Linked DNA regions of Cyprinus carpio: region 1 is linked to region 2. A link is a contact called in public Hi-C data. All regions are on one chromosome and are shown on one strand. Each heading gives the region's core, a stretch centred on a gene start, on an enhancer-like site or on the middle of the called end of the contact. The rest is flanking DNA. Distances are from core to core; before and after follow the strand shown. Region 1 has its middle 17 kb from the start of LOC109063760. Region 2 holds the start of LOC109073248.

The links. Hi-C and Micro-C count contacts between places; a contact is called where the count stands out from the background.
Region 1: a Hi-C map of red blood cells shows a contact between it and region 2, with 1.8 times the contacts expected there. The contact joins the enhancer-like site here to the promoter of LOC109073248 in region 2. A contact is called at or near these places in 2 of 8 Hi-C or Micro-C datasets (liver and red blood cells).

The regions. Positions count from the first base shown.
Region 1 is chrA18:29,317,151-29,321,114 of ASM1834038v1, reverse strand. No RefSeq gene overlaps it. Among protein-coding and RNA genes, the nearest start is that of LOC109063760, 17 kb to the right of the region's middle. Within about 2 kb of position 2,639, at least 4 of the 8 cell types and tissues checked have an H3K27ac peak or open chromatin away from gene starts, as enhancers often do.
Region 2 is chrA18:29,282,430-29,286,063 of ASM1834038v1, reverse strand. It overlaps LOC109073248, which reads right to left and starts at 1,945. Exons shown (of 5, transcript XM_042775759.1): 1 at 1,352-1,945. The coding sequence starts at 1,424.

The DNA.
Region 1 (3,964 bases), core at 1,390-3,889, 34 kb before region 2:
ATAGCGTAATAAAACATCCCAGAATCCATCAGATCCACTTACTGATGGCTGAGCTGCTGTTTTCCCTCCAAAACGATGTCACATCTCTGATGTCACTGTTGGTTAAATGAATTCTACAAGAAAGATGGAAATGTTACTGAAGACATGGGAAAAAATGCAGAATTAATTATCATCCACAAAAAATATTTAAAATTCACAATATTCCTAATTTAATTTGATATATGGATATTAAGACATGCACTTTTTAAATACATTAATATTTTTATTAATCAAGGCTGTATTAAATTGATCAAAAGTGACAGTAAATATAATGTAACTGCAGATTTCTATTTCAGATAAATGCTGTTCTTTTGAACTTTCTATTCATCTGTGAATCCTGAAAAATAAAATGCACCATAAATGTTTCTTGAGCAGCAAATCATCATATTAGAATGATTTCTGAAGATCATGTGACACTGAAGACTGGAGAAATGATGCTGAAAATACAGCTGCGCATCACAGAAATAAATTACAGTTTAACACATATTCACACAGAAAATGGGTATTTTAAATAGCAATAATATTTCACAATTTTACTGTATTTTTAATCAAATAAATGCAGCCGTAGCAAGCAAAGGAGACTTCATTCAGACACACTAAAGGATCCTAGTGACCTCAAACTTTTGAACACTAGTGTATATCTAAAGAAGACACAAAAGTGCGCTGGAATGCCACACAATGACACGCGAGCGTGTGAAGCGTCTTCATCCAGCGGTGTGTGTGCATCTGGAGCTGCGGTCTGATGTTTGTGATCTGTGATCAGATAAGCAGAGCTCCTGTAATCACGGCTCGCATGCACTTCCTGCAGGTGTTTGCTGAAGCCGAGCATTCTCACGTGAGATCTGCCGGGTCACAGACACCTTCAGACACGTTCACACAGATGAGTGAAGACGGCCTGGACTCACAGAAGAGTCTCTGTATGAACACTTTCCATTAGTGCAGACATCAGCTTAACATCTCCGCTGTTTCTCCTAATGAGATTGAATGGACACCAAATGAGACACAAGTTTCCTTACATTTATCCCCGGTTATGTCACATGGAAGAGTCTCAGAAGAAGAAATCAGCATCTTAGAATGATTTCTGAAGATCATGTGACACTGAAGAATGGAGAAATGGTGCTGAAAATTCAGCTGCGCATCACGGAAATAAATTACAGTTTAACAGATACTCACATAGAAAACAGCTGTTTGAAATTGTAATAATATTTCACATTTTTTAAACAGATTTTTGATCTAATAAATACCTCTGCGAGCAGAAGAGACTTCTTTCATAATCATTAAAAATCTTTAAAAACATCTCAACAATGTCTCAAACTCGAGCTGCTTCACATTCATTTTATATCTCTAGACTCTCACTGGATGACCTCATTTTAATTCCTCCTGAAGAATGTTAGAAGAAACATTGAATCGTTAAATAAAAACTAACTGAGATGTTCATTAAGTCCCCTGAGCGATGAAAGAGCAACACGTGTTTCCTCTGGGCTGAACGATTAACACAGAAAGTCTCAAACGCACAGCTGAAGAGTGTCCTTTACTTGACCTCTGACCTCAGAAACATCTGATAAATCAGCGCTGAGGTGTCTCATGTCCCTGCGGCATTTACTAATCGTCATGTTAATTTCAACGTTTACATTAACATTGACTAATAAATGCTGTGGGAGTATTGCTCATTGTTGGTTCATGATAACTAATGCATTCATTAATGCAACAAATGAGCCCTTATTGTAAAGCGTGACCTAAAATGTTCTTCTAAATGCGGTTATTTTGTGGTTAAGCTTTACTGAAAATGATGGTTGATTTTATACAGTCATCATCAAATGTTTAAATCTATCTCAGTTGGATAATAAAGCACTGTGATTGATATTTTAGTATAAAGATTACTATTGTAGTTTTTATTAATTTTGAATAAAATTCAGAATTAGTTTTTTTTTATATGTATTTTTATTTATTTTAGTTTTATTTATTTTTGTTGTTTTTGTTTTTAAATATGGCAGATGTTTTATATGGTCTTTAGTACTTTTTATTTTAGTCTTAGTTATTTTAGTACATCAAGTTAAACTAAAAGAAAATGAGAAATGTTGCATTAATAACTTTAAGTTTAATTTGAAAATATTTTATGCATTTTATTTTAGTTAATGTCTATTTTATTTAAATTACAAATTTTTTTTTTTAATTTTATCTATTTTTTTTTTTAAAGTTATCTTTAATAACCTTGACATGCACGCGGCAAAACATGTAAATGTAGGCTAGTTAACTAATAATGAAGTCATAAACACACAAATAGGTAAATAAATATAAAGATCAGATATTGTAATACATATGACATTATTTGTTTACAATGCATGACTTGTCAATAAAGAATTCTCTTTATGTGTTAAAGTTTCGTGTTGTGGTTTCATGCTGAAGTTACATAAACCTGAACAATAGTTAAGTATCAGTGGAAGTATGCGGTCAGTCGACATCACACACACACACACACACACACACACACACACACACACACACACACACACACACACACACACACACACACACACACACATCAGTCGAACTCCGGTGACCTCCTCAGCAGCGCCTCTAGAGGAGCAGATGCGTCAGTGCAGCACACACACACACACACACACACAGTACGTGCTGACAGTAATACACGCATCTCACGTACGTGACACACGAAGAACATGATGATAGGAGAGATCTGCTTAAACACACACACACACACACACACACACACTGTATGTGGAGTGATCTGCCTGTTTGATATGACTGTAGAAATATTAAAAAGCATAGATCAAAATCAGAGTGACTGCAGTAGTTATTTCAGTAAGAGTCACTGAAGCTTCAGACTGAGGACAGGTTCCGGTAGAAGCATGTATAGAAATATATAATGTTTGTTAAATCTCAGCTGGTCACAGATTTGAGCTGTGTTTGACAGAGGAGTGTGTTCAGATCTCGAGACTGATGAGAAAGCACTTTCTACTGTCCTACACAATGAAAGCAAAAAGCCAATAAACAGTTCAGTTAAATTAACTGAGGGCTACAATCATTTAGTGAAACTCGTTTGGGACTGATATCTGTATACTGATGGTTTGCTGTCCATTCTTTGACACTGAGTCCAGTCTCTGGTGACTGTTTTCTGTAGTTTGGCTCCACCTGCAGGATGAGACGCAGCATTACACCCGGAATGATGGACAGATCTGCAAAAGCAGACAACTCAAAAGTTCAACTCAAATAAGCTCATAATTGCTTGAGACCAGACCTGAAGCCAAATGAACTTTCTGATTAAATGAGCTCCAATTAGGATAAAAAAAAAAGCTGGTTTTATTACAGCGCATTGAGATATAATGCATTTGAATTCATCTGATTCCTATCAGACTCATATGCATGTGCATTTCAGTGAAACCAGTTCTGGCTGTGTTCTAAATTGAATACTAGTGCACTGTTTAGTGCACACAGCACAGTATATACTGTCTAGTATGGAAGCCCGTTTCTGCCCAGAATAAAAAAATAATTAAAAAGGTCACTTTCTATATCACACTTACACTCACACTTCTGAGAAAATAATTGTAAGATATTAACTCAGAATTTAGAGATACAAACATACAATTCTATGAAGAAAGTCATAATTATGAGACAAAACGTCACAATTCACTTTTAAATTTGTTTTATTCCATAGTGGGAAAAAAACAACCTATGGAAGCAAATTAATCGATTTAATGAGTCATTTAATGAGTTTATTCTCAACATTTTAATATGACATTTTTCTTGAAATTTAAAGCGTATAATCTGGCATTATAATGACTTTAATCTCAAGATGGTTTTATTTATTTTTTTATTATTGCTTGGCCCTAATCATCAGACATGCGCAATGTAAACTCTAAATTTTCAGGAAAAAAGGCAGAATTTTAAGATTCTGAGAAAAAAGTAA
Region 2 (3,634 bases), core at 696-3,195:
GTGACAGTGACAAGAAAAACACCACACTTACTTCATAGGACTCGAATGCTGATTTCATATAAAATGCTTCAGTATTTTAAAATTCTCTCACACATGGGGAGGGATTTATGAACTGATTTACTTATTAAACATGTCAAATGCATGAGATATACATGTTAACTCCCATAGAGGATTTTATTTGCTAGATTATCCTGTAGCTAGTGTTATGCTGTGATGATGATTAAACAAAAAAAAAACAAAAAAAAACAAAAAAAACAAAACACACACACACACACACACACACATATATATATACACATATATATATATATATATATATAATATTAAAGTTTTAAAATAGGAAATCAAAAGTTAAGAAAATCTGTGATGTCAAGTGGATTTAATATTCAAGTGTCTAGAGCTTCATTTATTGAAGGGTAAAAGTTTTAGAACTGCATGAAATTGTACAGAGTAAGCCATATTGGAAAAAATAAAATAATATGAAACATACAAAAACAAAATGAATCACACAGACGAAGATATAAGTAAAGCTTTATCTTAACATACACGTTTAAAAACCTGAGAACCATGTCTTACACAGCAAACTCGAAATGTTTAACTTGTTTTAATGGTAAAGAGCTGCACTTTAAAATACAACCAGCACAAACCAGTTCATCAAGTATTCACATTCACCTAAATGTGCCTATTAATTAAAAAGACAAGCACAAAACCCACTAAAGATGCGTTAACTTAAACCAAGAAAACAAACACACGATTTAAAAACCCAACAGCACGTGTCAATCTGACTCTCTGCGCATGAGCGCCACCTCGAGGCGAAGCAGGGCTGAGTTCTGGTTAACTCGACCTTAACTAGTTTCCAAAACCACAGAATTAGCTGATAACTAGTCTACGACTGAAACAGAAATATAATAATAAATATTTAAAAAAAAAGATAGCAATGACAGCAACACATAGGGTAACTAGGCCCAACATTCATCACGTTATAATATGTAAACTACAAACAAAAAAGATTGTTTGACTGACTGATTGTATTATTAAACAGTAAATCGCAAATCTTAGAAGCGGTTATGAGACGGAAGTGCATTCTGGGATAGACTACACCCTCAGACTACAACATTCACACACAATCTGATGTTATGAGAATAATTTTGTTCCCTTTTAACTTCTGAGGACTGTTGTTGTACAGTAAACGGTTTTTGGCGCGCGAAATCTAAGCGATAATTATTATAAACTACTTACCACACCGTGTCAAAAACTGGACTGATGTTTGCAGTATTTCTGCTTCAATATTTTGGTCATTCTACATCGAATTCCCACTCTTTATGAAAATATACTAACGTTATAGTCCTACCTATTTGAAGATCGTTCTGTAGCGTCAAATTCTTTCTAAACAGCCACTGATTTCGGACGCACCGGAGTATCATTAAATGTGTTTTTCGCGGCTGAGGTAAGCAGCTAAATGAATGCGACCAATTTGGCGCGGAAAAGCTGCTTTGGCATCACGTGACCCCGCGACGCTATTTAGGCCGTTTGTTAAGCGGCGTAGCCTACCATCAATCCCAACGTATATTTACATGAATCCCAATTTATATTTAATGTATATTTTGTTCTGTTTTTAATCAATGTGACTGCAATACTTTTTACGTCTTGAAATTTTAAATCAACTGAATAAATACAGGCGTCACGTGACCTCGACTTTGCTTGCAGAACGCATTCCCGGATTAATGCGTAAAGTTATTCCTGCCAAGCACACAGTTTCTTCTTTAATTCCCAAAAGTCACCATATTCAGGGCTGAAGAAATCAAATGTTAAAAATCTGTACAGAAGGACCACTGATCTGTATGGAAGCTTATTTCCGCCACAGAATCTTGCAAATCTGACTTTTTTTGTTTATTTTTTGTCAGAAGTCTGATATTTCGCTTTTTTTTTTTTTTTTGCCACTGAGATAAATAAATAAAATTAACTCCAAGGAAAAAGTAAAAAAAAAAAAAAAAAAAAAAAAATTAAACAGTTGCAAAAAAAAAAAAAAAAAAAAAAAAAAAAGTCTGACAAAAGTCTGATAAAAAGTCACAATTACATTTCTAATTTTATTATTCTGTCCGTTCCATCAGTGGGAACGTATGACATTGTTCCTGGATGCTGGAAAACGTTTATGGCTCTAAAACGTGTAGCATTTTAAAGCATTAGACACAGTTACAAAAACAGAAAAATATAAAACTGGGACCAAGAATCTGCACAAGGCTTTTAATCCAGTTCAAACAGAAGAAGAGCTGCAGCAAACATGAAAGATCAGAGCATCGAAGTCCTGAGAACAGACAGAAAGCACATCGATATGGCCTTCAAACCTCATCCGGACCAGACCCAAACATCTGACCGGACAGAGATGAGTGTAAGTGTGTTTCCCCGGTCAGCTGACCCATAACATCACAATCATACAGACCCGTTTAATCAGACGAGCGTTCCTGACCTGTGAGGCTGAGGTCATCCGGTCTTTGGTTTCTAGCCGTGCAGCAGTTTGATTTGGTTACGGTGAGCAGGTTTGGCCACCTGATTGTACAAATGCAACAGTTCACGTTTGGTTTTGCCACAAGAAAAAGACACAAAGAGAAAGGAACGTCCAGCTCGAGGGATTCACGTCCAGCATTCCGGAGTCTGCGCAGGAACGGGAACGTTTGGCCTCCCGTCGTCATGGCAGCTTGAGGTATGTAGTGTAAATCTCCACAGCAGAGTCTGAGGTACTTCACCGCTGATTATGCATTTATATCATCTTAACAATAATGAGAGTTCACTTAAAAACATCACAGTTCTTCCTGAGAGAGACGCCTTCCTGCTGCGGAAGGCAAAAATGCGAGACAAAAGCATCAGGCCCTGAAGCGTCGGTGTGGATGAAAGAGGACGATGGTGGCGCGGAGATCCAGACGTCATATTGACCTTTATCTGACCGACGCTGAGCTGCTGCTGTGCTTGAGGAATGATTTGATGGTTACGCAGAGAACTTCATCACACCATTCATGGGTGAATCTCATGAAACCTCTAAATTAATCCAAAATCAACAGAGAGAAATAAGAAATCATATTTTGCATTAAGAAATTATGCCTGTTTTATGCCTTTTTTTCTGATGTTTTACGCTGTGACTATTATTTAAATATATGCATATACATATGTGCATATATATTTATTTTAAAAAAGAAAACAATATGTATACAATTACATTTATACATTATAAAATATATTTGCATATAATGTGCTTACATATATTTATTAAAATCTAAAAAATAAAATGTAAAATATGTATGCAAATATGTGCGCATATATATATATATATATATATATATATATATATATATATATATATATATATATATATATATATATATGGGCAGTGAAAATCGATTAATCGTCATAACCATAATAATAAAATAAATATTTATATACAATATGTATATAGAAATACTTGTAATATATATTTAGATATTTTATTAATATATAATATAAATCATATATAAATATATATGTATGTATGTATGTACATATTTCTTAAATATATACACAGTACACACACATATGTAAACACAAACTTTATTTTGGATGCGATTAATCATTTGTCAGCCCTAATATTAATATATATATATAT